6 separate regions of the Mus musculus genome follow, and all the other regions are linked to region 1. The links are chromatin contacts, called in public HiChIP or PLAC-seq and promoter capture Hi-C maps. All regions are on one chromosome and are shown on one strand. The core of a region is the stretch at or near the end of the contact, and the rest is flanking DNA. Distances in the headings are between cores, read along the strand shown. Region 1 holds the start of Mrpl14 (mitochondrial ribosomal protein L14). Region 2 holds the start of Dnph1 (2'-deoxynucleoside 5'-phosphate N-hydrolase 1). Region 3 holds the start of Abcc10 (ATP-binding cassette, sub-family C (CFTR/MRP), member 10). Region 4 holds the start of Tjap1 (tight junction associated protein 1). Region 5 overlaps Tjap1 (tight junction associated protein 1). Region 6 holds the start of Xpo5 (exportin 5).

Evidence for each region. HiChIP or PLAC-seq counts read pairs in DNA pulled down with a chosen protein or histone mark. Capture Hi-C pulls out chosen DNA fragments and counts their contacts.
Region 2: a contact with region 1 is called in an H3K27ac HiChIP or PLAC-seq map of large pre-B cells, with 4 times the contacts expected there. The contact joins the promoter of Dnph1 here to the promoter of Mrpl14 in region 1. A contact is called at or near these places in 1 of 39 promoter capture datasets (hippocampal neurons), 1 of 15 datasets of contacts at CTCF or cohesin (large pre-B cells), 3 of 115 datasets of contacts at active chromatin or transcription factors (astrocytes, large pre-B cells and pancreatic cancer cells) and 1 of 9 other capture datasets (macrophages).
Region 3: a contact with region 1 is called in a promoter capture Hi-C map of liver. The contact joins the promoter of Abcc10 here to the promoter of Mrpl14 in region 1. A contact is called at or near these places in 3 of 39 promoter capture datasets (maxillary cranial neural crest, neural stem cells and pre-B cells), 7 of 115 datasets of contacts at active chromatin or transcription factors (double positive thymocytes, embryonic forebrain, large pre-B cells and 4 more) and 2 of 9 other capture datasets (liver and pancreatic islet).
Region 4: an H3K27ac HiChIP or PLAC-seq map of embryonic stem cells shows a contact between it and region 1, with 4 times the contacts expected there. The contact joins the promoter of Tjap1 here to the promoter of Mrpl14 in region 1. A contact is called at or near these places in 7 of 39 promoter capture datasets (the C10 cell line, the SN4741 cell line, embryonic stem cells and 4 more), 1 of 15 datasets of contacts at CTCF or cohesin (large pre-B cells), 1 of 484 Hi-C or Micro-C datasets (regulatory T cells), 8 of 115 datasets of contacts at active chromatin or transcription factors (astrocytes, embryonic forebrain, embryonic midbrain and 4 more) and 2 of 9 other capture datasets (embryonic stem cells and liver).
Region 5: a contact with region 1 is called in an H3K4me3 HiChIP or PLAC-seq map of bone marrow-derived macrophages, with 3 times the contacts expected there. The contact joins the enhancer-like site here to the promoter of Mrpl14 in region 1. A contact is called at or near these places in 3 of 39 promoter capture datasets (liver, neural stem cells and pre-B cells), 3 of 484 Hi-C or Micro-C datasets (CD4 T cells, CD8 T cells and neutrophils), 14 of 115 datasets of contacts at active chromatin or transcription factors (the 230-238 cell line, astrocytes, bone marrow-derived macrophages and 11 more) and 3 of 9 other capture datasets (adipose tissue, liver and pancreatic islet).
Region 6: a contact with region 1 is called in a promoter capture Hi-C map of liver, with 2.8 times the contacts expected there. The contact joins the promoter of Xpo5 here to the promoter of Mrpl14 in region 1. A contact is called at or near these places in 6 of 39 promoter capture datasets (cranial neural crest, embryonic stem cells, frontonasal cranial neural crest and 3 more), 1 of 15 datasets of contacts at CTCF or cohesin (the NIH/3T3 cell line), 3 of 484 Hi-C or Micro-C datasets (CD4 T cells, CD8 T cells and embryonic stem cells), 33 of 115 datasets of contacts at active chromatin or transcription factors (the 230-238 cell line, the SCID.adh cell line, T-cell acute lymphoblastic leukemia and 21 more) and 4 of 9 other capture datasets (adipose tissue, embryonic stem cells, liver and 1 more).

The regions. Positions count from the first base shown.
Region 1 is chr17:45,684,621-45,688,081 of GRCm38.p6, reverse strand. Mrpl14 (mitochondrial ribosomal protein L14) reads right to left here and starts at 1,733. Exons shown (of 3, transcript NM_026732.3): 1 at 1,655-1,733. Tmem63b (transmembrane protein 63b) reads left to right here and starts at 1,864. Exons shown (of 24, transcript NM_198167.3): 1 at 1,864-1,965.
Region 2 is chr17:46,494,926-46,498,386 of GRCm38.p6, reverse strand. Dnph1 (2'-deoxynucleoside 5'-phosphate N-hydrolase 1) reads right to left here and starts at 1,598. Exons shown (of 4, transcript NM_207161.3): 1 at 1,415-1,598. The coding sequence starts at 1,577.
Region 3 is chr17:46,326,346-46,329,806 of GRCm38.p6, reverse strand. It overlaps Abcc10 (ATP-binding cassette, sub-family C (CFTR/MRP), member 10), which reads left to right and starts at 1,784. Exons shown (of 21, transcript NM_170680.2): 1 at 1,784-2,035. The coding sequence starts at 1,875.
Region 4 is chr17:46,281,116-46,284,576 of GRCm38.p6, reverse strand. It overlaps Tjap1 (tight junction associated protein 1), which reads left to right and starts at 1,551. Exons shown (of 10, transcript NM_001252474.1): 1 at 1,551-1,617; 2 at 2,138-2,231.
Region 5 is chr17:46,264,134-46,267,594 of GRCm38.p6, reverse strand. Tjap1 (tight junction associated protein 1) reads left to right here. Exons shown (of 10, transcript NM_001252474.1): 3 at 2,617-2,712. Among named protein-coding and RNA genes, the nearest start is that of Lrrc73, 12 kb to the right of the region's middle. Within about 2 kb of position 1,899, at least 111 of the 459 cell types and tissues checked have an H3K27ac peak or open chromatin away from gene starts, as enhancers often do. A contact at or near this core is called in astrocytes, bone marrow-derived macrophages, embryonic stem cells and 3 more, where this site is marked.
Region 6 is chr17:46,200,878-46,204,338 of GRCm38.p6, reverse strand. Xpo5 (exportin 5) reads right to left here and starts at 1,528. Exons shown (of 32, transcript NM_028198.3): 1 at 1,314-1,528. The coding sequence starts at 1,418. It overlaps Polh (polymerase (DNA directed), eta (RAD 30 related)), which reads left to right and starts at 1,698. Exons shown (of 11, transcript NM_030715.4): 1 at 1,698-1,942.

The DNA of each region.
Region 1 (3,461 bases), core at 484-2,983:
CTTCTGGAGATCACTGGAAGATGTTTCTGGAATTCTACTATTCTAAAAAAAATAATAAAGTGGGAGTCTGAGCCTCTGAGCTCCTGAACCCGTTTCTCAAGTAGCACGCTGTTATAGGATATATGCCGCAGTTAGATGTCCAGAATCCTGGATGATGCAAAAGTCCTTAATCTTGGTTTTGGAGGGCTTTGTGCCACCACAGGTGTGCCACCATTACCACCAGCCCCATCAAAACCTGTTTCCTCAATACAGCTTCTCAGTGACAGCCCCAGGCAGTCTACAGCGGCAGACGCAGCTCCATCTTCTTTCCCTTACCACCACCAAAATCCTCAAAGTTGGGGAATTTGTATGTTTGGTTTGATTTGTTGAGACTTGGTGTCAGGCAATCTCAAGCTGGCCTTACACACCCAAAGCAGCTAAGGATGGCCTTGACATCCTTAACGGCTACCTACATCTAGGATTACGGGCAAACCCCACTGATGGCCAATTCCAATGTGCTCATTACTAGTACTATCAACTGCATCTTCAGAGGATTTAACTGACTAAAAACTCAAGCTAAGGAAAGCGAGAGGTATACAAGAGATCAATACTTTCCCAAACTTTTCTACAACACACAGAAACAGTAGAAGACACCTAATACACCCCCATGCCCTTGTGTCCCAAGACAGAATACCTACTGTAGGCGCAACACACACACACACACACACACACACACACACACACACACGATGGCCATGATCTACTAAACTGATTTCCAAGCCACTCATGGGAGTGTCTGAAAGACACTTCAACAGACCAAATCTTAGAGCTGCAAACCCCCAGCTACAAAACGAGCAGCTGAATAGCCACATACAGCAAACACAGTGACCAGGATGGTAGTGTCCAGTCGTGATGCAAGACCCTCCCTGGGTGCCACCATTTCCCAAGTAATCCAAGGTGATCCCGTCTCGCCTCTTGTGACCGCTACACAGTTCCTCATCTAAGTCTCAGCGTGTAAAGCTCACTTACTGCGTACAGCGGGAAGCAGTATTTCTTCTGTCCCCTTTAAGACCTCGAAATTTAACAGGTGGTATCTGTCGTGTCTTTGTATTCGAGATGTGTGGTGACATACAGAAAAGGGGCGTTCCACCTCTCCAACTCTCAAGTCTTAACCCCACCCCCCCACTAGGAGAGGTCTTTGGTGAACTGAGAATACAGGGAATCCCCGGTGCAAAAGGAGTCATTCAGCCTGACAGAAGCAAAAGCAAAGACTCCCTCTTTACACCACAGAAGTTTCTAGCAAACTCATCTCCAGGCCCAGCAAGAGAGAGAAGCAGATAAAACTGCGGGAGACGCGTCAAAGCAACCGGCCTAGCCACTTAACCCAGGCAAGATCTCAGCCCCCATTCCCCGAGGCTCTACATCCCGAACTGGATAAGCAGGTGGGCGCATCGGGGGCGCGTGGGAGGCGCGGACCCCGAAGCCTTTGGCAAAAAGGCAGCGAGAGGGTCCAGATCTGAGGCCTCGCGAAGAGTGAGCACCCTTCTCACTTGACACTGGGTTTCCAGTAAGGCCTGTCCTCACCCCTCCCCGACAGCGCCTCCCTTATTGCAGAGAAGAAACCGGGAAAAGCAGCGCGAGGGGTGCGAGGTGTTCCCCTGAGCCCCCACCGTACCGCGTTAACAGCCTGGGAATCTCCCGCCACGGACCCCCGCTTGGCAAGGCCCCGCCCCGCACGCTGCGCCTGCGCGCCAGGGGTTCTCCGTGAGTGCGCGCGCACTTTCTACGTGTGCGGCGTGGGGGCGGGTCCTGCGGGAGCCCCTCCCCGGCCCTCCCTCCCTCCTTCTGCTCCCCCTCCCCCACGCGCTGCCGCGGCCGCCGCAGGAGCCCAGAGCTCTAGCCGCCCGGCGACTCCCCCTCCCCCTCCCCAGCCCCGCCCCGCCCGGAGCCGGGGCTCCCGAGTCGGAGCCGAGTCTGCGCCTAGGGGTGAGTACGCGGACCCCTCCCCAGCACCCCTTACTTGGCTCATAGGATCTCACCACCACCCCAAGGAAGGAAAAAAAAAGCACCCGGACTCAGCTGCGCGTCCCCTCCCTTCCACCTCCTGCGGGACCCAGAGGTGCCCGGGCCCCACGGGACCCAACGGAGGCACGCTTTGTCCCCAAACCCGCACCGTCCCTGCCAGATGTGAGTCCTCCCACCCCTGTCGGGGCTCCAGATGTGCGCCGTCCTCTACCCCCGCCCCTCAGGAATATTCCAAGGCGTGGGACCCCTGCGTCCCGGCCCTCGAGTGCCACTCTAGTTCCACCTGCTCCGTCCAGGTGTGCGGCCCCTGCGCGGCCCTCCTCCGGTCCCAGCTGCTCCCCAGCCGCCGGCGCCGCTGAAGGGAACCACCCGCCTCCGCCCCCGAGTTTTGCATTCTAGGGTCGCCAAGTCCAATGCCCTCGGTCTCTCTCTTTTTTTTTTTTTTTAATTCTTTTTCTTGTTGCTGGGGACGAAGCCGGCCTCAAGCAAGGGGTTCATGCTTGGGCAAAGGGCAGGGCTCGAGGTGTTAGCACCAGACGAGTAGCTGCCCCAACCCTGGTGGGGACTGATCTGCGGGCTGGAGAGGGCGGCCGGCCCGGGGAGCATGTCCTCTCCTGCGCCCCACACAGAGCAGTTCATTCATGAGCCGCCCGGGCCTGCGTTGGAGGGTGCGGTGGGGAGAAGATTCAGACGCGAATCCGGAGTAGGCAAAGGCCCTATTGAGGGGGAGGGGGCGCGCTTTGTCCCTCCCGGCCGTCTTGACCGCCTGGTGCGGACTGTCCCAAAGCTTGTCGTTGTGTTGCTCAGAAAAAGCAAGGATGCCCGGGAAGTGGGGAAGAGAGGTCAGAGGGGCTGGCTGCCCTTGGAGCTTTGTGCTGCCACCCGCCTTGGTCCCCTGATCGGAAGTCTGGCGGCCGGTTGCTCAGAGGGGCTTGGGGCTCTGCTCTCTACCGAGTACCACTCCCTGACCCTGAACCTCCTCCCGGTCTGCAGTAGTCGGGTGAATGAGATTGTACCCAACGCCTCCTGAAGAGGGGACCACAGCCCTCTGCCTTCCAGATATAAGAGAGAAGGGGAAGGGGAGTGGCTGCCAGGCTCAGGTGGTGGGTATGCTGCCAGCACCTTTGTCCTCCCGGGTACCAGAGGGTCTACGTCCTGGCATGTACCAGGTAGCACATGCTGGGGCCTGCTGTTGAAGTCTTGGCCAGGGAGTGAGCGAGTAGGTGGGTGGGGATGTTTTGAGGCAGAAGATGGGTGATAAGTCGCGAAGAACCCCTTTTTGGCATCGGTACAAATTCCTTCCAAGTACAGCAGAGTAACAGAAAACCCGGTTCAAATCCCAGCTCCGCTGTTCTTTGAGCTGTGCGACCTTGGCAAGTTACTTAACCTATCTGAACCTCCGTGTCTATCTAAAAGTGTGATTAGTTACTACCACCTCCTTCCGAGGCGCATCTTTG
Region 2 (3,461 bases), core at 349-2,848, 810 kb before region 1:
CCCAACTCAGTACCTAGTAACTTCTATGTTCTCGCTGCTTCTCAAATCTACCCTGCTCAGAGAGGGGCAGAGAGAGGGAACCCTTGCCCCAGCACCTTCAAAAGCCAGTTCAGGAGAGGAGTCTGTTAAAGGGATGAAGAACAAAACAGCCACAAGAAAAATGCAATCCTGTTCACGGAGGCACGTGTGGGTGGGGCTGGGTGCGTGTGGGGAAAAGGTCTGACTCACCCGGAATCCAAGGGGCGTGTCTGGGGTCAGAGAGCCAGGATCACAGTTTCCAGTTTGAATCAACTCTGCTGTTTAGGACGGTAAGGCTCTGCAGGTGGCAGAGCAGAACCACACTGTCTAAAACTTCTTTTGTGAGCCTGAGGATCATGGCTCATAGCACTAATCCCAGCCCCGGGAGCAGAGGCTGGGGAAATCTGTGAGTTCCAACACAGCCTGGTCTACACTGTAAGTACCATGATGGCCAGGGATATGTAGAGAGACCCTGTCTCAAAAAACAAACTAACAAGTTGTGTGTAGCAGCAGGTGCCTGTAGTTCTAGCACTTGGGCGGTGAAGGCAGGAGGATGGCGAGTTCTAAGGCCATCCTTGGCTACAAGTCTGACGTCACTGTGCGTTTATGACAGCCTGTTTCCAAAATAAAGAAAAGAAAAAGAAAAAGCAAGAAAAGTGACTAGGGGAGAAAACCCAGATTCAAAGGTTTTCTCCAGGCTATCACACTCTGTAGACTGTTTTGTCTCATTTCTTTGAGACAGGGGTTAACTCTGTAGCCCAGGTTGGCCTGGAACTCATCCTACCCTCTGCCTCCAGAGTGCTGACATTGGCGCTGAAGGTGGAGAACTATCAACAAAACACACCATGCGCTAGCCAAGCATAAGCACAAACAGGTTCTTTCCAATCCCCTGGCATTTTTTGCCTACGATTGATTCTTTGTCTTTTAAAAGATTCTCCCAGAATTGCTTTAGAGTCCACAGCTTAGGAGTTTGTTCTTGCATGGGGCAAGGGAGATCTACTTAAAAGTTTTTGGAGCAGAAATACAAGAGTTCTAGGTACAACTTTCCTACTGGAGGAGTGCTTATCCAGACCAGCTTATCAAAGCCTTGCTAGCCCAAAGCTGGGTCTGGGCTGTCACTTGCTTCCAGTGTGCTGGACAGGGACACTTGACCTGCGCATGGAACGTACACATATAATCCAGGACCTTCCATAGCCAGCCGGTCCCCTAACCATTACGAGGTCCTAGTCTGCAGATCCCCTAGCCTCCGGTCTAGCCTGCGGGTCACATGAGCTGCGGGTTCCCCAGGTTGAATGTCTACTAGCCAGTGGGTCTCCTATCCGGCAAGTCCCTAGTCAGCCGGTCCCCTTAGCCTACAGGTCCCCAGCCTGCGAGTCTCCAGCCCGCGTCGCCTCACCACGCGGCTCCAACTCAGCATCAGCCACGTGCTCAGTGAGCACCTTCCCATAGCGCCGCAGCCGGGATACGATCCGCGAATACAGAGCTTGGTCTTCCCGCCCGCCGCGGATGCTCCCGCAGAAGTACACAGAGCATGGAACCAGCTCCCCGGATGCCGCCATCGCCGCGCGCGGGCAACCGCTGCCGCCGCTACCACGTGACCTGGGAAAGCGACTCCCAGAGGTAAGGGGACCTTCTTCAAGCTCGCTCTCTTCCCGGATAGGCTCTTCCCGAGCCAACCCGCTCATTAGTTCTGACTCCTCCCCGTGACCTGCCCCTCCCCAGCTCCTAGCTATTCAAGTAGTTCTGTACGGATCTCAGTGCTCTCAAACTCTGTACGGGATCCATAGGCAACTGTGATTGGCTCTCATTAATCTTTCCAAAATTTAAAAAAGATTGTTAACTTATTTTAAAAATATTTTATTATTCATACATGTATGTAGTGTTTTAATCAAATCTAACCCAGTCTCTCTCTCCCCTCCAATCCATCTTCTATCCCCTACACCAACTTCATTTTTATTTATTATTTAAAATAATTATTATCTTTGATTATTTTATTATTTTATGTGTATAGGTGTTGTGATGGTTTGTTTATCCTTGGGCCAGGGAGTGGCACCATTTGGAGGTGTGGCCTTGTTCAAATAGGTGTGACCTGGTTGGAATAGGTGTGTCACTGTGGGTGTGGGCATAAGATCCTCACCCTAGTTGCCTGGAACTCAGTCTTCCACTAGCAGCCTTTGGATGAAGATGTAGAACTCTCAGCAATGCCTGTGCCATGCCTGCCTGGATACTGCCATGCTCTCACCTTGATGATAATGGACTGAACCTCTGAACCTGTAAGCCAGACCCAATTAAATGTTGTTTTTTATAAGACTTGCCTTGGTCATGGTGTCTGTGCACAGCAGTAAAAGCCTAACTAAGACAGGTGGTTTGCCTGAGTTTATATCTCTACATCATGTGCATGCCTGATGCCCCAAGAAGCCAAAAGAGCACAATGAGCTAACCTGAAACTGGAGTTACAGACACAGTGAGCCACCATGCAGGTGCTGACAATCCAACCTGGGTCCTCTGGAGAGTGGCCAGTGCTGTTAACCACTGAACCATCTCTACAGCTTCCCTCCCTACCCACTGAGCCCATTAGTGCTACCTATGTGTGCACCGGTGTGGAACCATCTACTGGAACAAGTACAGGCAGCCTCTCAGGGTCGTGCCTGCCTCACCAGCTGTTAGCTGTCAGCAACGCTTCAGCTATTGGCATGGGGCCCTTCTCCACACAGGGTAGGGTTTGGACCAGCCTGATCGTGCACGGGCAGTCATAGCTTCTATGAGTTATGTGTGTAACCCCACTGTCATGTCCAGAAACAATGTTTTCATGGCAGTCCCTCTGTCTTTCAACCCACTCTTCCATGGAGATGGCCCATTTACATTCAAACACTCTACAGTCTCCGAGAGACCCTATTAATCTGCAAAAAGAAGCTCTTCTGACGAGGGCTAAGGAATGCTCTAATTGATGGGTACAGAGATATGGAATCGGGCAAGACGGTTACACTTTCTAGAGCCTGACTCCCCACCATTTCCATGGCCACCGCTCTGGCCCTGCCCCTCCCCAGATCTCCCCATTCCAGCTCTTCCTACCACAGTCTGCTAGCCACTCTGAGGAGATGGAGAGCCCCTCAGTGACCCCACCTTAGTTAGGATAAAACCAGGGGGGGCCAGTGGCCCACAAGTTACAGAAGAGCTGTGAAATGCATTATTCTATCAAGGACATGGCCATTGCCGCTGCCACCAGCACTGGTCTTAGGATGGACACCCTGGGTCTACAGAAGAACAAAACTCTCCACAGCCACGCCTGGATGCATGCATGCATGCATGCACAGAGGCCACCACCCTCATCCTCACTGCTAAACTATTTCCTATTGATAGGTTACAGAAAAGGGGATGCTTTCTGCCGTCATCCACTGGGCACCGCACTGAGCTCCACCCATTTGTTGTAACCCAAGGGTCAC
Region 3 (3,461 bases), core at 535-3,034, 640 kb before region 1:
ACCCTGTCTCAAAAAACCAAATAAATAAATAAATGTAGAGCTTTTTATTGAGACCCAAGGGGAATCTTCACAATTACCTATGGAAGTACTTCTCTTCAGGGAGATCTTCATGTGAGTGGATATTGTGTATCCATGCCTCATCAATAAAGAAAAATGTTCTTCCCCTTGGAGGGGTTTAAGCCATGAATAAGAATTTGAATTCTCAGCCGGGTGTGGTGGCGCACGCCTTTAATCCCAGCACTTGGGAAGCAGAGGCTGGCGAATTTCTGAGTTCAAGGCTAGCCTGGTCTACAGAGTGAGTTCCAGGACAGCCAGGGCTACACAGAGAAACCCTGTCTTGAAAAACAAAAAACAACAAAAAAAAAGATTTTGAATTCATTTCTCTCCCTGTACCTTCTGTCTCTGTTGTCTAATATGTCATTTATCTGTGTACTGTGTGTATGATTAATAAGGGATATATATATATCAGAAAACATGGCATGTGAAAGGAATAAGGACTTTCTTCTAGAAATATTTTTAAATAAATTTAAACAGATTGAATACACAGTAGGGAAACAAGACAGGTACATAATTTTAAATGTCTCAAATCTTTAATTTGGTTTCAAGGTCTTCAGTTTCTGAAGGCAAATATTTTGGGGGGAAAAAAACCCAAACTATTCCCACAACACTGAACACTCTCATGAAGTCAGTACCAATATACACCTTGCAAACATAAAGCTAAAATGAAACTAATCTCATCGCGCTGCTAAAATTGGTGGGTCAGGGTCCGAACCAACATCTATCTGGATAACCAAAAGTTTCCGTTCTTCCCATCACTCTGAAATATTTAGGAATGACTAAGCAAAGCACGTGACCTGAACACTTTTTTTTTAAAGTTTATATGTATGTGTGTGCAGGTGCTTACAGAGACCAAGAAGGCCTTGGATCCCTGGAGCTGGAGCCTTCTTACACGGGTGCTGGAAATCAAATCCAGGTCCTGTGCAAGAGCAGGAAGCACTCTTCTTAATCTTTGAGCCACAGCTTTAGACATAAACATTTTAAGGCCTTGACATAAACATTTTAAATTATACAAATTTCACAATACTTGGGTTGGTATTATCATCTCAATCGAAAAAAAAAAAAGCCAAAAAAAAAAAAAACAAAAAACAAAAAACCAAGGCTCAAGTAAGTTGGATACTTTCAAGATCTTGTAGCCTTAGGATACAGGAATAGCCTTTTGTCCTCAAGCATTCCTCAGCGTGGCAGGCATGTTTGGATTTCCAGCTCTTTAAACGCTGTGCATTTGTCAACTAGTATGCAATAGGTAAGCGAGAGCGAGCGCTCCACGTGCCAGGGTCTTAATGAATTTGCACAAGGACAGGACTGGGTGGGTCACTGCGCAAGCCAAAAGACAGAAACGTGCGCAAACACCATCGCGCTCCCGGGACAGCTCCCCGAGGCAGAGCTGTACGCACGCGCAGAGGCTGGCACGCGTTAGAGCATCCTTACCCCCATGGGCGAAAATAACCAAAAACTGCGAACAGCACCCGTTAACAGGTCTTCCTGCCTCTAGAGGGCCCTAGCATCGTGGCGCAGCACCCTGACCTGGCAGCGCGTCCTTTCTCACCCACAAACACTTGAGATATTAAAACAGCTCAAAGGCGCTTAGGTTTCCAAGTGCGGGAGACAGGAGGGTGAACGTAAGTACCAGGATCTAGAAACTGGCCTGCCCCGGGGACAGCGACTTCCTCTCCAGCCCCGGAAGTACCTCAAGAATGGGCGGGCTCTAGCTCGAAGCGGAAGCAAGGGGCGGTCCCGCCTAGGGGGCGGGGATTCAGCGGGGGACTCAGTCCCCGAGCCTTGTCACTCTTGGCTTCCGCCCGGGTGAGGTGTCTATGGAGGGGCTCCTGGCCCAGCTGTGTGGCACGGACGCGGCGCGGCCGCTCCCGCTGTGGGAAGGGGACACGACGGGCCACTGCTTCACCCAGCTGGTGCTCAGCGCCCTTCCCCACGCGCTCCTCGCCGTCCTCAGTGCCTGCCACTTGGGCACCCCAAGGTGAGACTGCAACGAGGCACCAACTCACATCGCTCCCAGATGTCCCTGGGATTGCGAGGTCTCTGTAGGGCAGAAGCAGAATAAAAGCTGACTGTTCGCACTCAGTTGAGCAAGCCACCTACCTTCTCGGAGTCTCCGCAGTTTTGAGCGGGTTCAATGACACAAGGCGTTTAAACACCGAGTGCGGCGCCTGTCATATCCTTAAAGTTGCCAATGCATCTCTCTTGCAGAGTTTTAAATGTCCTAGTGGAGCTGCCATGAATTGGAGGCAAACTTAGATAAACGTTTTAGCAAAAAAAAAAAAAAAAAAAAAAAAAAAGGATGCTTGTATAGGGCCAGTGGCACGCCACTTCCATCCAGCAAGCCCTGCTATCCCTAGGCTAAAAGCCCATGTAGACTCTGCTGGAGAGAAGCTGTAGGAAGAAGAGTAACGAAATCAAAATCTTAGAACTAACTTGGCTTTGTGTTGTGAGGTGTTGGTGCTACACTCGCCTTGATTTTATATTTAGTTCTTGGATGGCCAAGTTAAGTCCTTCTGTCCCTTTTGCAGAATGAAGCAAAAGCCTAGAAGAGGTTAGTACAGACACCCACAGCAAGCCTGCTCAGGTCAGGCATGTGAAGCCTTTAATCCCAACTCTTGGGAGACAGAGGCAGGTGGATGGATGCCTGTGAGTCCAAGGCCAGCCTGGTCTACAAAGTGAGTTCCAGGCCAGGCAGGGCTAATAAGAGAGCGCCTGTCAAAAAAAAAAAAAAAAAAAAAAAGGGGTGGTCTAGTCTAAGCTTTTCTAGAGGCAGAGGGATCTCAGCTTGGGCCACATGAGAGGGAACAAAAGGAACTAAAGTGTCTAGTTTATAGATAAACATTTTTTAGGACTGCAAAGAGCTTAACAGACTCAGTTGAGTTGTTTTGTGTTGTTGAAATAGGGTGTCATTCTGTATGCCCGGCCTAGAACTCAAGGAGATCTGCCTGCTCCTGCCTTCTAAGTACTGGGATTAAAGAAATATGGCTCCAGCCTCACCCTCTGCTTTTTTGATCAGTTGGTTGATTGATTTTGCCCAACTGTATGACTGTGCACCACTTGGGTGCAATGCCTGAGGAGGCCAGAGGGGAGGGCATCAGATCCCCTGGAATTGGAGTTTCAGACAGCCATGAGCTGCCATGTGAGTGCTGGGAACTGAACCCTTGGTCCTCTGTAAGAGCAGCCAGTGCTCTTAACTGCCCGGCTGTCTCTCTAGCCCCAATTTCATTCTTTTTAAAAATACTGGAAGAGTTTTATGCATAAGAGTGTTCGACAGCAATTATTCATATGTGCTACATGCATGTCGGGTAAAAGATGGCATTGGGTGCCCTGGAACTAGTGTTACAGAGGACAGTGAGCTATCATATGGGTGCTCGGAACTGACCTCAGATCCTCTGCAAGAACAT
Region 4 (3,461 bases), core at 302-2,801, 600 kb before region 1:
CTTTCCCACTGCTAGATTCCAGAATCTTCCAGCCACTCACTTCCAGATCATTTATTGAATAACAAATCTTTACTGAGTACCTACTTTGGTGCAAACAATTTAGACACTAAGGGCACTGTGCTGAATGAGGAAAAAAATTAGGAGTTTTCATGATAGTAGGACAGATGGTCAGTAAACAAAGAAAGATTTAATATGATGTCAGATAATAATGGTCTCCATGTGAGTAAACGTTAAATGAAGCAGTTGGGTGTGTGTGTGTGTGTGTGTGTGTGTGTGTGTGACTGGGATCCTGAATGACCACAGACGTGATCATTTGAACAAGGACACACCTGTTGGTGACTCCCTAGAAGGAGAACATTCCAGCCACAGGAAACAGAAAGCCGGAAGCCTCAACATGCTTAGCAGGCCCCAGGAAAACCTGCTGCCTAACCACTGTTGTGGGCTGTGCACCTGCTATGGGACATCCACACGTGCTCTTTGACTTGAAGAGACGTTAGGGCAAAGGGACGCAGCAAGTAAAACAACAACTCTGGAACCGGAGAGGTGCTCAGCCGTGAAGAGCATCTGCTGCCCTTGCAGAGGACCCAAGGTCAGCTCCCAGCACCTACATGGTGGTTCACAACTGCCTATAACTCCATTTCCCGGTGATGCCATACCCTTTTCTGACCTCTACAGGCTCCTGCATGCACATACAGAGACGTGGGCACATACACATAAAGTAAACTCATAAATAATTATGGTACAGGATATCTGTTATAAAGTTCGGTGTAACTAGTTAGAGCCGTCTAGTAAAAGGAGCTTCAAAGAGAAGGCTTTTTGGAAGCGTTGACAGTTTAAGAATGGCAACTGAAAACTGGGCCTACCGTCTAATACCCGTAATACCAGGTGCGTCTCGATGCTTGCCTGGGCTACATAATGAATTTGAAGTCAGCCTGGGCTGACTCTCCCCTCCCTCCAAAAACAGTATAAAATTGACCTCCTGAGTGGAGGAACTGGATTGCAGATCTCAAGGCTTGATTTTCTGATAACACAAGACAATTTAAGAACCTGAAGACTTTTGGGAGAGGTGGGAAGCACGGTTGAAAAGGGTGGTAGAGACTGGGTCGTGCGTTATCTTCCGTTGAGATGAAAAGCTGGCATTTTCCTTTGCCTTGTGTGGCACCCTGAAGTCAGAAGCCAGAGGCTCTCTGTGAGTTCAAGGTACAAAGTGAGTTCACATTCCAAGGCCAGCCAATGAGGCCTGATGGGTGGGAGTGGCAATGAGAGTCGGGGTACGTGGAGGGGTGTGTTGGTATTTTTCTTTGTATACGAAGCATCTTGTATTTTTTAAGCGTTGTTCTCTATTTTTTCCCACAGTACCAGCCTTTTCCCCTTTCTCACTGTTGAGTCCTACTTCCAACACCGACTTCCTTCTTCCCTTACCAGGTCTGCAAAGGAGGAGATTCCCACTTTCCCAGCATCACCAGGAGTCCTAACGCTTTACCCCGAGGCCCCGCCCCCAGGCCCGCCCCTCCGATGACGCACGGCGCCCGGTGCGTGGGGATTCCCGCGGTCCAGGCCCCTACCCGGCCTGCCCCGCGGCAAGATGGCTGCCTGAAGGAGAGGCCCCGGCAGAAAGTTTGTTGTGGGATTTTTGAGTAGTCGCGCTGGGTGGCGAGAGTTGAGGGGGTTTGCGGAACTCTAGCATGGAGTAGAGATGGAGGGAGGGAACAGCTCCGAGGTGGAGAACTAGGATGCCAGGATGGAGGAGGGTTGGAGGCGGAAAGAAAAAAAAATGCCGATGGGGGCGGAGGGGAGGGAGCCTGGAATTTGGTGGCAGCCCTAGGGGAGGAGATGGGGCGGGGGTGGGGGGTAGCCAGAAATAGGTGTGGTTCGGCTTCTGGAGGAGCAATCGCTCACGGATTGAAAAAGTTACTTCTCTCAGAGTAAGGAAGCCTGGAGCGCGAGGCAGAGGCCTGACTCCCCCAGGCCGGTGGGAGGGGAGATGGCTCTCGTAGTCGGGAAGGGGTAGGAGTGAGATGTGGAGCGTGCAGGGCGGGTCTCCCAAGGAGGGGACCGAAGCCAGTCGTGTGACCCTCTTCCAGGCTTAGATTAGCCTTACCCATAGCCCCTATAGCAACGTCTGCCCCCATTTCAGCTTGAAGACCCAAGGGCCCCAGGGACTGGAAGAAATCACATTGCCTGCTTGGAAAGAAGAGGTAGCAACTTGCCCCAGCCCAACCCCAGAGCGGGTAAGATGGTTTGCAGAGGCAGGGTTTTGAGCGATAATCTCCCTGGGAGAGGATCCATGGATTTGGTGAATCAGTTAATCCGAGAAGTTTGCTTGCTCTTCTACAGAGGTTTTTGTTTTTTGTTTTTTTGTTTTTTGTTTTGACTGTGATCTTTAGTTGGTGTTTGGTAAGACTGCTGGCTACCTTGTGGGAGCTGGTGTAGAGTTGAGTGTTGCTTGCCTTCAGCTGTATAAACAACTCTGGGCAAGTAGACGGTCCACTAAAAATAGTCTTCCTTTCTTAATTGTTTTGTTTATTGTTTTTTGAGATAGGGTCTCACAGGGTAGCTCTTCCTGGCCTGGAACTCTCTATGCAGAGTGAGCTGAAAGTATTCTGGCGGATTCTTGTCACAAAGCAGCTCCCTGTTTGTGTTACCATGTCTTCTTCCATTTTCCCCCTCAAGTTGTCAAATGTGCCATTCTGCCTGGAAGTAGTAGACCTGCGGTGGGTGGCAGACGATGGGGAGTCACAATCAACTTTCTGATGGGGTTCACCGACGTTTAGGTCATTTCTATGAGCAGCTCCCGAATTCACTCCTGGTGCATGTCTGCTTTGGCATTTTTTTTTCCTTTTTGGTAAGAAGATGTTATTGGTGTTCCTTGGTTGTGGCCTGGGGGAGCTGTGTCCCAGGTGAGGGAAAGTCGGGCTAGGACTCAGATGAGCTTCCATGGGCAGGGGTCAGTGTGACCTGGGGAAAGTTGTGAACACTCTTTATCCCTGACAATCCCCCATAAACATGTCACTTTGCAGCTGTATTGGTGAGCTAGAGGCAGGAAAAATTACAGAACGTGCCCTTTTCTGGTTAGCATTCTCTTCATCTTTTCTATGTGCTTTAGCAGATCTCATTTAAAAAAGAAAAGGCAATCTCTGTACTCAGAGGGAGCCTGGTCTTCCATGTAGTGAACTTACTGCTGGAGAGAAAGGGGCCTGAAGGCTGAGAGTATTAATACAGTCTTCACTATGTTGCTGCCCCGGGGCAGATAGAGTTGTGAGCCTGCCTCTGACATTTGAGGTTTTTGTTGTTGTTAGTGGGGTTTTTTTGTTTTGATTTGTTTTGTTTGTTTGTTACTGTTTTTGAGTCAGGGTCTTACTGTGTAGTTCTGGCTGGCCTAGAACTCTTCAGGCTGACCTTAAACTCATGAACACACAATGCCTAGCTTAGTTTATTTTAAATATTGTAATTAAAGTATT
Region 5 (3,461 bases), core at 650-3,149, 580 kb before region 1:
GGCTCCTGGTGTAAGTGCTCTGATGGCTTCTAACTCACCGTGTTATCCTCTCCCAGCTGGGGACCACCAGGTCCAAATGGACCTTGTTCTTCCCAGGCCTGTCCTATAGTCCAGGGTAGTGATGCTAGGCCCATAGTCTGTCCAGTGCGGTCCCTCACGGGCAAGATCCAGGGAAGTCAGTAGATTGTGGAAATGGAAGCAGAGGTTCAGGTGTCCCAACATGCCCTGATATTTATGGACCTGGGACAGGGAGTGGCACAGATCTGCCTCGAGGTGTGGGGTTGGGGAACCCAGTAGGTTCTCAGTGTTCTCAGTGGATCACCCCTGCTTCTCTAGTCAGGAATGTTTCTCCCCTCGTGACACTGCTAGAAGTAACCTTTCACCCCACCTCCATCCTTAGAGTCTCATCTGCTCTTTGTGTCCTCGCCACACCCACACCATCCCCCAACCCAGACATCTGTTTGATTGCCTCTAGCCTCAGAGAAGAAAAAATGTGCTCATAGTTGCAGCCCTGACTTACCGTCACGGCAGGGCAAGCTATAGGATATGGCACCTCAGTGAGGCATGTCTGCCCACATATAGAATTACCCTGAAAGTGTCTCAGTCCGCCCTGCCTGTCCACTGTTGTCACAAGTGCCCTGGTCCCTAGAAGAGAATGCGAGCCTTGGCAGGAGTTGGGTAGGTAAGTAAAACAGGCTAAGGTGGCAAATCACACCAGGGAGCCTGCCAAGTGAAGGGTTCCTCTGCCTTCTGGAACAGACAAACAAAAAGTGCCATCGAGAGCTGGCCCTGTGGGGAGAAGGCCAGCTCCTGGAAGCTCCCATCAGTTTCTAGAAGCTTTGCCTGGCTCCTCTTTAGTCAACGGCCTTGGTCCTACCTGGTTTCCCAGGCATACACACCCACACATCCACACCTTCAAATGTTAGGCCCTGGTTAACCTACAGTGCTCTGGGACTTTTCTAGGTCCCCTCCCTCAGGCCACAGGAGTCTCTGTGGTTAGATCCCTACTCCAGGTTGAGCACCTACTGGGGCGAGGCCCTCTGGAGGACAGCCCCTGTGGTTGTATGTTGTTTGTTCTCTCACCCCAGGAATGTGGTGTCCTTTCTGGCCCTCCCAGATTCCTGTGCAGGGAGTCAGCCTGACAGCATGCTGCTTGTGCCCTGTGGGGACACGTTCTGCCTCCTGTCAACGGGGCGGAGGCTGGTGGCTCGTGCTTCACTATTACAAGCTCTCCCCCAAATCCAGGCCAGGAACCTTAGAGAGGAGAGTCCTACTCCTGCTTCCCCGCCCTCCTCTGCCCCCACCCTGCTGCCCCAGGCCTGCTGGAATGTGACAGGAGTCATGGCCAGGGCATGTCCCAACAGTAGGAACACATGCTTTAGCCCGCAAGACCGCCTTCAGCCCCCAGCTCTGTAGCTCTGTTTGGGTTGATGGGGGTAGGAAGAGGTTTGTATTTTTTTTTTTTAAATGCTCAGAAAGCCACCTAGGGTTACTGTTTGCACTGATCACTGGCGGCTGCTGCCCCCATGCGGCAGCCCAGCTTATTACAGGTACGCCTCAATCCCGGGAAGCTGAGGGGACTTGGCAGCTCACTTGGCCCAGCCATTGGCAGTGGTGTGTGTAGAGCAGGCTTTGGCAGTGGGGAGCACGTTATCCAAGCGCTTGGAGATGCTGGAGCAGCCTTGGGCCTCAGCTCCCCGGGCTCGGGGTTAAATGTTTTCTCTTTTGAGCGTGTGTCGGTACTTACTTAAGCACAGTGTGCTTGTGGAGGTCATCAGGCTTTGCAGCAAGCATCGTTACCTACTGAGCCTTCTTGCCAGCCCCCCACAGTTACGGTTTATAGACTAGCGGTTCTCGGCCTCAGGGCTGGTGACCTTTGCCTTGCCACCTCCGGTATGCTGGCTGCCCTGTGTGTGGTAGGTTTAGTCGATATTCTGACTTTGACTCACCGGTAGTACCTCCCCATCTGCAGATTGTGAAAATTAAAAATGTCTCTAGACATTTGCCTGTTAACCCTGGGAGAAGCAGGGGGTAAACTCACCCTGGTTGAGAATCACTGCTCTGAACTGCTGAGGTTTGGATTTTGTTTCTCGGGTCTGCCTTCGCTCATTGGCAAGTTTATTGTACACTGTGGTACACAGAAATGGTCTCTGGGCTCATTTAGTCATTGCTAGGGGGTCTGCCGTACCATCGTCATCTTGCTCCTTTGCCAGGCCCTTTGTAGTCTCATTTGTAGTCTGCATTCCCCAGGATTCCCAGCTCTCTGTAGACTCTGAGAAGCCTAGGAGTGAATGGGACACAGACCAGTACCGGCCTATTCCAGAGCAGGGTATGTGCTGAGCGGAGGCAGCGTACGAAGTACATACATAAACACGCAGGCGTTGTTAGGGGAAGCCAGGTACTCGTTAATGCTAGCTGGTTTCCTTTTTGAGTTGATTTCACTTCATAAAGCAGGCTACTCTCAGACTATTGATCTTCCTACCTCTGTCGCTTGCTCCTAAGACCCACTGTGCTGTGGTCTCTTTGCTTACTGTTTTCTGGGAGCCTTCAGGTCCCAGACTGGACAGGCAGGCAGCTGACACCGGGTTTCCACTTTCTCCCCTTCTCTGGTTTCAGGAGCTCTTGGCTAGAGGAAGTAGAGGGGCCGTGGGATGTGGAGAGCCGAAGGCTGATTCCAGGAGAGCAGAACAGAGAGCTGCCAGCGAACAGACGGTATGTCCCGATGAGGCCTGCATTCTATACTTTGTTCTCTTCTGGGAGGCTGGTAGGTGAGCAGCCATATAGGTGCTCTCTTCCAGTGGGAGCCAGCACAGAAAGGAGGTGTGGCCAAAGGGGCTTGGCCTTTGTTGGCAGTGTCCAGAGAGCACTCTCAAGCTTGGAGACCCTTATCCAGGAGCCTGGGCTGGGTCGCTATCCCCAGACTTAGAAGATTTGTTCACAATTTATGGAAGGAAAACCTGAACTTAACATTGCCTAGTGCTGAGCACTGTTTTTGTTTTAGACAGTCTCGCTATGTAGCCCAGGCTGGCATCTGCCTTCCCAGTGCTTTAGATTGCAACTGTGTGTCACTGGCAGTGTCTCTCTGTTTGTTTGTTGAGGCAGAGTTCCAGTGTGTAGGATTGGCCTGAGGTGCACTGTAGACCAGTCCTGGAGCTTCCAGAGGTCCACTCTGCCGGCCTAATGTGGCAGTGCCCTTGTGGACCAATGGAGTCTGCACAGCAGCCTAGGAACTGCTGCTGCTTATACCCTCACCTACTTGAGCAAGATGGATGCTGTGCAGCTCTCTGCCTACAAGGGACAGTGTGGGCTGCTGTTGAGTCTCTCCACCCCACTTAGCCAAGTGTGCTCCTCCTGGGGCCCAGCTGGGAGCCCTTCTCACCTGTCTGTTCTCCATTGGATTCTAGCCCTCATCTCCAGCACTCCCCTGATCCATCCGGCCTGACTCACCAGAGAGCAGCCCT
Region 6 (3,461 bases), core at 279-2,778, 520 kb before region 1:
GTGAGTCCACTCAGGGATTTATTTTATCAGTCTCTTCCTCCCCTCCACCTGGATTCCAGTCCTCAGCCATAAACAGGCACCAAAAGCTCCACCCTCTATGCCATCTCCCAGGGCTCTTCTGCTTACTTTGTCTGAGAGAGGAGGTCTTACTAAGTCACTCTGATAGCTGCCTGACTTTGTATCCCCTGCCTTAGTCTTCCCAGTAGCAGGGGTTACCTGCTGTCCTTTTAGCTGTATTTTTAAGATGCGAAAATCTAGATTAGTAATACTGACACTCTCCATTTAGATATTAGTCATGTTAATACTAAACTGGATCTAAGAGAGTACAAAAAAAAATGCTAGAGATATACCCATACAAGTTGAATGTCAACCCCTAGAATTAGCTTTCAAAACTAAGGGTGCCAGGAGGAGTCAGTGAACAAGCAAATCTGTGTATCATCTGAGTTTAGGTCACAGGCCTATTCGGGATCACTCTGGTGCTCTGTTTCTTTGCCTATGTAAAATTCTTCACAATCAAAGACAAAGCAAACAGAGTTGTTTGATTCCAAATCCTGTGCCACATACATCTATATGTTGGCGCTTACTCTAATAGAGAGAAGCTCTGTTGAAGGTATTAGCGTTCCCAAATAGCAAAAGCTGAACTAGACCCTGGCGCAGAGAGCACCCGGGACGCAAGAGAATTACTTCCAGGAAACCAAAGTGCCCCGGTGCAAATAAATGCAAAGCCGGTGGTAAAGCTCGTCTTCGCGCAAAAACAGCCGGAGACTATCTCACAGGTATAAACGAGGAAGGAGCGTCACAAATTAGCCCAGAGATGGCCAAGACTCGAAAGATAGAGGTATGTAAGGATGTAAGAAAATGGACACACGGGGATCTAGAATCAGCACAAGTCTGGAGTGATCAGCAGGGAAGAATGAAGGTGGCACTGGGGCAGGAATTTGCACGTGCGCTCCCGGAACGCCAGGGAATGTGGGGTTTGCCCCGGCGTCAGAGCCGGCACAGCCTGCGTGGGTGGAGACCGCGGTGTGATCTAGAGTGAAGAGAAGTGAGGAGTGGGCAAAAAAGCCACTGAGACATGGCGAGGAGATGTGCAACAGTTAGGGACCCTTGCGTGTGATGCAAAGGCAAGCGCGCAGGCAAGAAAAGACTCAAGTGGGAGGAGGTGAGGGCCGCGACCAGAAGCCACCCTCCCCACGGGCAGTGGGAAGATCAAAGGCCGCATAGGCAGGAGACAAACTGAGTTTGGAGAGGCCGTGAGGGAAGCCTGGGATAGGGTTCTCGGGGCAGGCCCAGGCCGCCAGGACCCCAGCTACCTTGAGGGCTTCCAGCCGGTAGCGCTGGGTAGAGCTGGGGTCCATCATGACCGTCACCGCTTTCACTAGCTCCTCGCACAGCGCGTTCACTTGCTCCATCTCCATGGCTAGAGCCGGGAACCCCACCGGCGTCCCGGGAGCACGAGGTTACGCACAGTTCCCCTGGCGGGACCACACGTTGATACCGGGCCGCGGCGGGCTGGGGGTGGGGAAACGGGAGGGAGGAGCGTGAGTCCCAGAAGTTGGAGCTGGGAAGAACCCAGCGCTGCGCATGCGCCGGAGCCGCCACGGCGCATGCGCGCGCGGAAGTGGCCGCTTCGGGTGACGGCCGCGCCTGGCGGGGCGGGGCTGGGGAACGGAAGTTCCGCGGTGCGCAGGCGCGTCAACCGTCCCTCGCGGCGCGCGCGGTGCTGAACTCCAAATTTCCTCTGGGCTTGCTGTGGGGCGTAAACCTGCAGGCTGGAAGGGCTGTTGGCTCGGCGGGAGCCTAGGGCTACCTACTCGGATCTGTGTTATCAGATTACACTCACTTGCTCCTGGGAAGGCGACGACGACATCTAGACGCTGTCATTGGACTCCGCCCGGAGCCCGCAGCTTCGCTCTTGGCAGTTTTGACAGGTGTCGCCTTGGTAAGGACATTAAAACACGGCTCGGGATCGCTATATCGGATGGCTTTTGAAGCCTTGGCTGTCGCTTTTACTTGGGGGTGACTGGGCCGAAATGAAAAGCATGCTTACTGGGAGAGAAGGCTCTAAGAGTGTCTCTAAGGAGAGTTTTCTTGTAGAAAGAGTTTTTCTTGTAATTTTTAAACCTTCCTCTTCACTGGTCCATATTTTCTCGTGCGTCTTACTACACGACCGACTCCCAAACGTGCTTTTGTACAGAATGGGATGAACTGAGATGTTGGAAAACGCATCCCAACTATACCTCTGGGAGGCTGAGGCAGGAGGATTGCTTCCAGTTTGAGGCCAGACTGAGCTGCAAAGTGAGACCCTGCCTCACGAAACAAAACCCATCCCAAATTTACGTAGTCTTTTACGTTTTGGCATTGTGCAGACTTTGCCAATACATAAAAGTACGAAAGGAACACATAAAAGACTTAAGGCTGTATCATCTCTTATCCTGCATATGTTTTAGGAGGTGTTTTTCCACTTAGTAAATTGTTGCCCTTAAATCACAGCTTCGCTTCCAGTTTTACCTCTGATATTTATATTGAATATGGTACTTATCCTGTATTGATTGCGACAATACATTTGCCACCTTCTAGCTTTATCTGTTCCAGTACTACAGAAAAGCCACGCCAGAGCACAAGGACGCCTGACTTAAGTGTAAAAGGTTTCTAAACGTACGATCATTTTGTTTTAGGTGAGGGGCGAGATTTGTAAGGTGTTAATGCTTTGAACATTCAGTATCTTCTTAATTATTTTCTTTACAGTAATTTTGCAGCTTTGTAGTAGTAGTTGCTTGGCACTGTTTTCAATGTGATTGTTTATTTGAAAAATAACTGTTTAAAGTTACAGTTGGGTGCTAGCTCACTCATCTGTATAACCTGTTTCTTGTATTTAAATCATGAATTTCCTGTGTTTCTGTAAAGTATTATTTGTGATAGGCCATTGGTATGCAAAGCTACTGCACATTGGAATTGTCTCGAGAGCCTTTAAGACTGTCTGCGTCATCTCAGCGTTTGGTGGGAGGAGCAAGCAGCTCGGGGCTCATCCTTGGATGCAGAGCAAGTTTTGAGGCCGATTTGGACTACATGGCATTCAGAACCATTCTTGAAAACAAAAAAAGAAATTGCACAAATAGAAAATCACTAAACATCACAAAGTAGTCCTCACAGGTCGGATCTATTCATAGTTGCATAGTTATTGAAAATTTGCAGAGAAACGGGATATTTACATAGTGTTAGATTATCTTCTTCATTTATGTGTGTCTGTGTTTTCTTCCTACTTTCTATGTAACCCAGTCTGGCCTTGAACTTCAAACCTTTTTGTCTTAGCCTCTTGAGTGCTAGAACTTAAGATCTGTGCCACCATGCTCCATAGCCAAATGTTTCTAAAAAGTATTTCAAGATTTGAAATTTGCTTTTTATGGTGGCACACACCTTTAGCCCCAGTACTCAGGAGGCAGTTTGGTCTACAGAGTGAG